2 separate regions of the Rattus norvegicus genome follow, and region 1 is linked to region 2. The links are chromatin contacts, called in public Hi-C maps. All regions are on one chromosome and are shown on one strand. Each heading gives the region's core, a stretch centred on a gene start, on an enhancer-like site or on the middle of the called end of the contact. The rest is flanking DNA. Distances are from core to core; before and after follow the strand shown.

The links. A called contact is a pair of places that touch in the nucleus more often than the background predicts.
Region 1: a contact with region 2 is called in a Hi-C map of the A7r5 cell line, with 6 times the contacts expected there. The contact joins the promoter of Shox2 here to the enhancer-like site in region 2. A contact is called at or near these places in 3 of 12 Hi-C or Micro-C datasets (the A7r5 cell line, the Rat2 cell line and psoas muscle).

Annotation. Positions count from the first base shown.
Region 1 is chr2:153,535,854-153,540,174 of GRCr8, forward strand. Shox2 (SHOX homeobox 2) reads right to left here and starts at 1,308. Exons shown (of 5, transcript NM_013028.2): 1 at 807-1,308. The coding sequence starts at 1,152. It overlaps Rsrc1 (arginine and serine rich coiled-coil 1), which reads left to right and starts at 986. Exons shown (of 10, transcript NM_001014172.2): 1 at 986-1,138.
Region 2 is chr2:152,880,061-152,884,232 of GRCr8, forward strand. It overlaps LOC120100839 (a long non-coding RNA gene), which reads left to right. Exons shown (of 3, transcript XR_005500998.2): 2 at 3,852-4,069. Among named protein-coding and RNA genes, the nearest start is that of Veph1, 35 kb to the left of the region's middle. Within about 2 kb of position 1,816, at least 6 of the 93 cell types and tissues checked have an H3K27ac peak or open chromatin away from gene starts, as enhancers often do.

The sequences.
Region 1 (4,321 bases), core at 58-2,557, 660 kb after region 2:
TAGATAAAGCCATTTTCTAACACTGCTGGCTCCAAAGACAACCTCGCCAACTCTCTCTCTCTCTCTCTCTCTCTCTCTCTCTCTCTCTCTCTCTCTCTCTCTCTCTCTCTCTCTCTTATAAAGTACTGCACGATTCTAGACAGTAAAGAAATTGTGTATATAGCGTCATCGTCGTCGACCCCCCACCCCCACCGTACACTCCTCAATGTCTCCACGGAGAGGGAATCACCTTGGCCTGGACCTTTGGCTGGCTTCCACCTTAACTGTTCAATAAGAATGTGAAGTTTGGTCCCCAAGATCCGGAGATTTAGGGGCTTTGCAGAGTTACAGTGGTTTTGAAGGCAGCTCTAAAGAAGGGGCAACATAGTGTGGCTCTTCTCTTTCTCCCCCCTCCTTTCCCCTTCTCTCCTTTAGGCCTAGCAAAGGGGTTCTGGCAAACTCAGGGCTACAGGCTCCTTACAACCGGCCTCCTACTGAGCCCCTGCCGCACCCCTTCTCGCAGCGGGCCACACAAACTTCGTCGTCCCGCAGAGCGGCCCCATCCTCCCGCTCGCGAAAAAAGCATTTCGGTGCAACCGGAGCGGCAGAGAAGGGTGCGCGCAACCCCACGCCCTCCCCCACGCGAGGACCCCACCCACGGCCGTACAGTCCGGCCTCCTACCCCTCTACTAGCCCTGTATCTCCCAAAGCTGGGGTCCAGGGCCCTCTGCGATGCCGCCCTCCTCCCGCTCGGGTCCCGGGTCCTCTCCCGCCCCGAGGACAGGGGAAGGCGGGAAGGGGAACCGCGGCCGGGGGCAGGCCGTTACCCTCCGTCAGCCGCGGGCTGCCGGGCTCCCTGCTCCGCTCCGCGGCTCCCATGTCCAGCTCCCGGACGGGAGAGCGCCCTCCTCCAGCTCCTCCGCCTGCTCCTCCTCCTCCAGCACCTCCTCCGCCTCCTCCGCCTCCGCCTCCGCCTCCTCCCGCGCCGCCGCCTCCGCCGGCCGCCCGGACTGCCGGGCTGCTGCGGTCGTCGCGGCCCGGCTCGACGCAGCCGGGCTCTTTGGCCCCGCGCAGCGGCCCGCTCTCCAGCACCTCCCGGTACGTGATGGCCTCCTTCTTCTCCTTCACTTTCTGGTCAAAAGACTTGGAGACGAACGCCGTAAGTTCTTCCATCGCGGCCGCTGCCGCTGCCGGTCAGCCTCGCGCTCAAGCTCTCCCTGCCGAGCCCCGCTCTTTTTTTCCTCCTTCTTTTTTTACTGCTCCAGCCCCCCCAATAATAACACATCAATGGGGCAGGGGGATGGGGGAGGAGAGGGAGGAGGAGGAAGAAGAAAAAGAGGAGAAGAAAGAAGAGGAGAAGTAGAAGGAGAAAAAGAAGTAAGAGGTGGAGGAGGAGGAGGAGGAGGAGGAGGAGGAGGAGGAGGAGGAGGAGGAGGAGGAGGAGGGGGAGGGGGTAAAGGGGGAGAGGGGGGGAGGAGGGAAGGGGCGGGGGCCGCCAGAGGGAAATGAGAACTGATGCTTCCCTGCCGGAGTGCGCGTGTTCAATGTTAAGATCTTTGACAATTCTTCCTGCGGAGAGTTCAGATCTGATAGCGACGCAGCTCTTGAAGTCTCACTATTTATACTTCCTAAAGGCGGGCCTCTTGTTCTGAGTAAATTACCTCCCCTCGCAACTCCTAGTGAACCCCTTCACGGGTAGCAGGAGCGCCACTACCTGGGGTGGGGAGGAGAGGGAGTGAGAGAGAGAGAGAGAGGAGAGAGAGAGAGAGAGAGAGAGAGAGAGAGAGAGAGAGAGAGAAGAGAAGAGAAGAGAAGAGGAGAAGAGAAGAGAATGAATATGAATATGAATGTGAATATTGAGGATGGAGGATCCAGGCTGGAGTCCACCCGGCAGGAGAGGGAGGGCAAGCAGGGGACCAGAGGGGGCGGGGAGAGGAGGCAGGTCCTCAGCGGTCGGGTTTTCTGATAGCCTCGGCCGCCGGTGCTCTTGGCCATTAATCCAGGATTGACAAGAATCCCTAATTAATTTAATTAAGCGTGGATTTTGCGTTGGTGTCACGACTTAGTAAAACACTGGGGAGCTGGATAGACTTCTCGGAGGCGGGGCCAAGAGGAAACTGACAAGTGCATTGCAATCAGAGTCAGTGGGTATCCTCAGAGAGTACCCGACCCTACAGCCTCGCTCTGGGTGAGCACCCTAACTGCTCGACCCTACATTGATGACCCCGGGCCTCTGGCTCAGCATCGGGCTTTCTACGGTTAATAGGCCTCGTAACCACTCCAGTATTCCGTTCCTGCACCCCTTCCTGCTCCAGGCCGCTGCAGCTGCACAGCCTGCTGCGAGTGGGGCTTCTCTGCAGCTCCTCGGACCGCTTCACCTCCTTTTAGGATCTTTCCGACGCGCAGCCAGCCTCACCGAGTGCTAGTCCCTGTAATTCACCCTACTACTCACTCCTAGGAGTCAAAGCTGACTCCCATAAAGACACATCCCGCTAGAAGGGGTTGGTCGATTTAACTTGTTTCCTGAGCAGCTGTCCCCTGCCAGATTCAGTCTTAAGGTGTTTTCTTACAGCCGGTCCGGCGCAGCTCCATTTCGGTTTTTCTCTGTAAGGTCTAAGGATTCTTTCCCTCTTTCCCAACAACTCCCTTCACCCTGTCCTCAATTATTTAGCATCCTGGGGAGCATTCTAGTTCGCTTTTCCAATTCTGAAAAACAAAAGATGATCACTTTTTGAGTTCTGCGAAAAAAATTACCGACGTTGGTTGTCGCTCGCCTAATTTTTGTTTACCGTGGACTGTGAAAAAAAAAAAAACGACTCGCTCTTCGGAGGGGGAAACAACTCTCTTTCTCTCTGATTTATAACTTAAAAATTGTATTTTTGACTTATTTTATAAAACCTGTTTGTTCTATGGGGTGGGGGACATGTTTGTCTCCTCCAAGCCAGGGCTTGCTGTGAGATTTGTAGCTATGCAAATCCTTGTTTATGCGCACAAAAGAATGTTTACATATGAAACGTTACATTTACTTGAATACATAAATAAATATCCCTCTTGAAGTGCGAGTTTGAGGGACATTTTCAGTATACTGAATATTAATGAGTTCTGTTTGATGTTAAAAGGTAATGTTTTCATTCTTTTGGATCCAGTACTCAGTAAAAATGAAAGCAGTTACAGACCATTAATATGTATATCGTCTACTTATTGATTAGAAAAACAAAGCACACTTAGCAAATAATTCCAGAAGTTCTATCAAAACAACCTGGAACATTGGTTAAGAGAGCACAAAATTGTGGCACATAATGGTTTCTCGACTAAGTGTAATTTAAGACCTTCTCTAACTTCATGTAATACCAAATACTCCTCAGATTGTGTTGCACATTTAAAGGACATGAAAATAAAGCTTATTAAAAATGTTGCTTTACTTTTTCTTGGCTGTTATCTTCCCTTCTGAAAACATTTTCCCCCCTGCTTTTAGGACAAAAGCGTACCTTTACACGATTAACAGAGATGGCACTCAACGGCATTTAGGTATTGTCCAAGTACAGGAACTCTTGCTTTCGTTATTTCACAGGACTCAGAAACTTAACACTTTCTAATTTCTATGATTTTGGGAACAGTGTCACATTGTCTGCTATCTGTAACACTGTAATTCTGGGAGAATAATCACGAAATTTTACTCTTTTGTGAAAGTGTTTTTAAAAGACTATTTAGTAATAGGATCCTAAGTTGATATGGTGTTCCAGTGGCTTTCAATCTGAATAATGAAAAACATAATCATAAACACCTCCCAAATAACCCCTGCTAAAAGCCTGATAAGGGATCAGGAGACCCTCCAGATACTTCTTTATCCTTTTAAGTACATGACTTAAATACAAACTCTTCCACCATCTCCTGTGCTAGGGGAAAAGATGACACTTTAAAGGTAGTCAGAGAAGGCTCAGGCATGACTACTGTGGAATTCGAACCAACAGATTTCCCTATTATTTCATCGTCTTGACTCATTTTAACTATAGGGATGGTAGATGGAGCAATGATAAATCTCCAGTGTCTGGCTAGGAAGTCCTACGTGTGTAATGGAAGTTTAATTTAAAAATTTTATTAGAGTATAATTGTATACGTTTCATTATGGATTTTCCACATATGAAAACATATACCTCTTCTGTTAGCCTTTTATATCCCTTTACCCCTTTCCCTTTCCCCATCTCCAATAGTTCTCCCTTTAGGAACTATTTAGGAAGTTTCAGTTTTAAGAAGTCAAAAGTTTGGAAATCATATTAATGAAAGCTATGAAGTGTAATGTTTCACTAAATAGCAAATATTTTCATGAGATGAGACATTTCAA
Region 2 (4,172 bases), core at 566-3,065:
AACAGAAAGCCGAATGTCCTTCATTGATTTGAAGTGCACACTCTGGTAAGATAATAGGCATTTTAGTAAACACTGCTCTAAAAACACTTTCCTCACACCATTTTCGTTTGCCCCTCATAGTACTTCTGATCTATACCAACGGACATCTGATAAGACACCATTATTATTTTGCAGGCAGGATCACCAAAGCTTAGAGCAACAACGGAGCACCTTCTATTCACAGAGTTACTGTCAGAGTCGAGTTTTGTACCCAGACAGGCTGAGCTCAAACGTCTTCCTTCTCCGCTCTGCTGTGCCTCTTAAAAGTCATTCAGTGGGTCAAGTTTTCCAGACCCGAGACCATCAGCTTGACTGGTCCAAGTTCCGCTTCCCATCTGCCTATGTTCCCATCCTTTTTTCCGTAAAGTGCCTCCTTCAGCCAAGAGGCTCTTTACAATGAGGCACAGGATTTGATTATTGGCTTCTTTCAGCCTTGCCCACCTTCAATTTCAGGGATCCCGATCACAACGCAGTTCTACCAACCTTACATGTTCCACAAGGGGGCACTGTCTGACCATAAAGCTGTGGTGTTTTTGCCTGTAGGCTAAAATACAACCAGAGTCCCCCTAATGTTTTCATTCTGTTATAAGAAATGACCTTATTCAAGCTACGTGCCTCATTGTTATTTCACGGAGAGGAAACAAAAGTAAAAAAAAAAAAAAAGGAAACCATATAATGTTTGTGAACTGCTTTACCATAATTCATTCACGAGGTTTCTGTTAGGCTGTATGGAATCCATTAAGCAGGATATTGAAGCTTATGAATGGAAACCTAGTAATTCCTCTTTAATAACATGAGTATCTTTATTTCTTAAACTTTATTAGGCACTTACTCAAAACATTACTGAAAAACGCTTGTTAATAATATGAATGATGATTTTGATTCCGTTTGCATTATTACTGTGTCTAAAGGCCCCAAACACCAAGTCTGGATTATTCACGGAGGCTGGGAAAATGGCTGGCATTTGAAAGTAAATCTTTGTGCCGGAGCTTAAGTCCATCTTGACACTTCTCACCAACGCTTGTGTGGAAGGTAGAGGCGCCCACCACAGTGATCTTTTTGTGCAGCAGACGCTCACACGTGAGCCTTCAAGAGGTAGTCACCTCTGAGGGTCACGAGTGACTGTGCTTGGCTTTCTATGGGAATAAATGGAAGGAAACAACAAACATGAAGGTAAATTTACAGCTCAGTCTATCTTGTCTTCCTACTGGTTAGACTTCTGAAGATGGGATTAGTGTGTCCTAGTCTACCTCTGTACTGCCGATGAAAAAATCCAGAAAGATTTTTGATTAACATTTGGAAATACACCCAAGAAATCTACTAAAGCTCTTGGGATTTCACAGCAGAGTGATTTAGTATATGAGAATTGATCAGGACTCAGGAAGATCCCCTTACTTGAAAATTTAAAGAGAACCTTCATCCTGCATGGGATGGAGGCCGGTGGCAAAAAGGCTCAGTCAGGTCTGAGGAGGCTCATCTTGCTGGTCAACCTCTGTGCAGCAGAGAGCTATGTATTCCTGCCAGAAAAGGGCTCTGTGTAAACAAACCAGAAATCTAGCTGGAAGTTAAATTAAAAAAATATTGAAGTTATTTTGATAAAAACCTAATTCAATTGCTCTCATTTAAAGTGACTTGGTATGTCTAGAGACACAGGTGACTTTGAAGGCCATCTCTAGTGAAGACTCTCATGATTACATCTTCTCGGACCTCTCCTCTGACACATGGCCTCTGACTCATCTAAATTCCTCCTTGAAAATCCCATGGAGGAGGTGACTCAGCCATACCAAAGCAAGTAAGTCCACAGTGGAACAAACTGAGGCTCACCGCAGCTCTGAGAAAGCCCATCCTCCAGGCTCACTGTTTGCCTGAATCAGGAGTGGTCCTGATATGTACTCAATCACTAGGACCAGGGACCTCAGAGTCATCTCAGCACCCAACACCGGCTCTTCCAAAGCTTGAATGCATTGGTCCCCCTGACTCCATATCTAAAAGCACATCTTTTTTTATTTTCTTCCGTCTCATGTTTCAATTTATTTGCAGGTCTCTGCCTCTGGCCTGACTCCTGTAGCAGCCTGTAATTGAGTCCTGTTTCCTTCCCTAACAATGCAGCTCTATACAGAAACAGTTACTATCAAAATATAGATTTGATTGTAGAGCCTTCTGTTTAAAACCCTTTCATAGCTCACTGTACACAGCCTAAAATCCAAATCTGAACCCATGATCATGGTCCACAGAGGCCTATAAATTCTGTCTTGTCTTTTGGCTGGTATGACCTTACGTGTTACCACACTACTAGATTAGTGAGTTGCAAAATTTTTTTTTAATCTTTATTAACTTGAATATTTCTTATTTACATTTCGACTGTTATTCCCCTTCCCAGTTTCCGGGCCAACATCCGCCTAACCCCTCCCCATCCTCTTCTATATGGGTGTTCCCCTCCCCATCCTCCCCCCATTACCGCCTTCCCCCCCACCCGAGTTGCAAAATTCTTACCTAGCATGACTTGTGATGTTTCTCCAAGACATCTCTGATCCCCTATCTAGAGGCTCAGTGCTTACATCCTAATTCCCCACTTACCCCTTCCTGACATCTTCTCAGCCTATTATTTATTAACTTATTTTCTATTTATTTTCTTTCTCTTCAACAATGCAACCCTCAAACCTAGCTCAGTAAAACTCACTATGCATAGCAGGTATACAAAAAGCATGACTACTTGAATAATAGAACTTGTCTACAACTCTCAATGTCTTAGCTAGAGTTTTACTGCTGTGTACAGACACCATGACATGACCAAGGCAACTTTTATAAGGACATCATTTAATTGGATTGGCTTAGGGGTTCAGAGGTCTATCATCCTCAAGGCAGAAGCATGGTAGCATCCAGGCAGGCATGGTGCAGGAGGAGCTCAGAATTCTACATCTTCATTCGAAGGCTGTTAGTGGAAAACTAACTTCTAGGCAGCTAGGGTGAGGGTCTTAGGCTCATGCCTACAGTGACACACCTACTCCGAGGCCACATCTCCTAAGAGTATCACTCCCTGGGCTAAGCCTATACAAACCATCACACTCAATTCTTTCAAAATAAAAAACAAAAGAAGTTCCTATTTTTCCTCTACTACTTCGAAATACCAAATGTGTAGTGCTTATATGGTGATTATCTGGAGACCTCTTATGTTTCCTGTGGACATCAGAACCCACTGAGACACACTTGCTCTCCTTTGGTCCTTTGCCAGTAGCTCAGGATGGTCCCCAGAGGCATGTTCTCCTCCCAGGCACTATTACTGTGTACCATCTCACATCTCAACCCTCAGATCTTGCTGGTCAGTGAAGCCATTGTCAAAGACTAACAAGCAACTGTATATCAACTGTTCCTCTTTCATTGGTACATAGATAAAAGCCACGATACTCCAATTTTCTCTGTCTTTTCCCTATTTTCCTAAATTCCTTTTTTTGTATGAGCACACAAAGTATGGATTTCATCGTGGGAAATCCATACATGTATGTTATTTGGTACTAATTATGAAAAAGGTAGAATATTTGTGCTTTGTGAAGCTGTACCTACATCCTCATGCTTCAGTTCATTCTGTGAAATCGTATTAAACAGTATCTACCTGGGGTCATTGTGAGGGTTAGCTGAAAGAGTTCTATAAATTATTTACCTGTTGCAAGACCTAGTAAATGTTAGCTGTTGTCAGGTTATGTTTTGCTATGTTATGTTATGATAGGATATTTTATAACACAACAAACTTCTTTTCTACTTATCTATGGCTGCACAATGAAACATTTTTAACAATGGCCAATATTATATCACAGATTCCATGAACTGGAAATGCAGAAAGGGTCCTGAGACTATACTTGCCTTTCTGGATCCATGATGCAGCGATCCAACAGCCGAGAAGAGGTCAACTGGAGGCTACGTACTCAGATGTCCCTCAATCAGTGCTGAGAACCAGTGAAGCCTTGTCTGGGATTCGGGGTGGACCATTTACTTAATCTCCCTGCACTCTCAGCATGTTGGGTAGCTTCTAAGGGTGAGTGCACTAAAAGGCAGGTGGAAGCTGTGTCATCTTCTACACTTCAGCCTCTCTTCTGTCTGTGTCTCAGATTCAAAGCTTGGTAATATAGATACTTGGT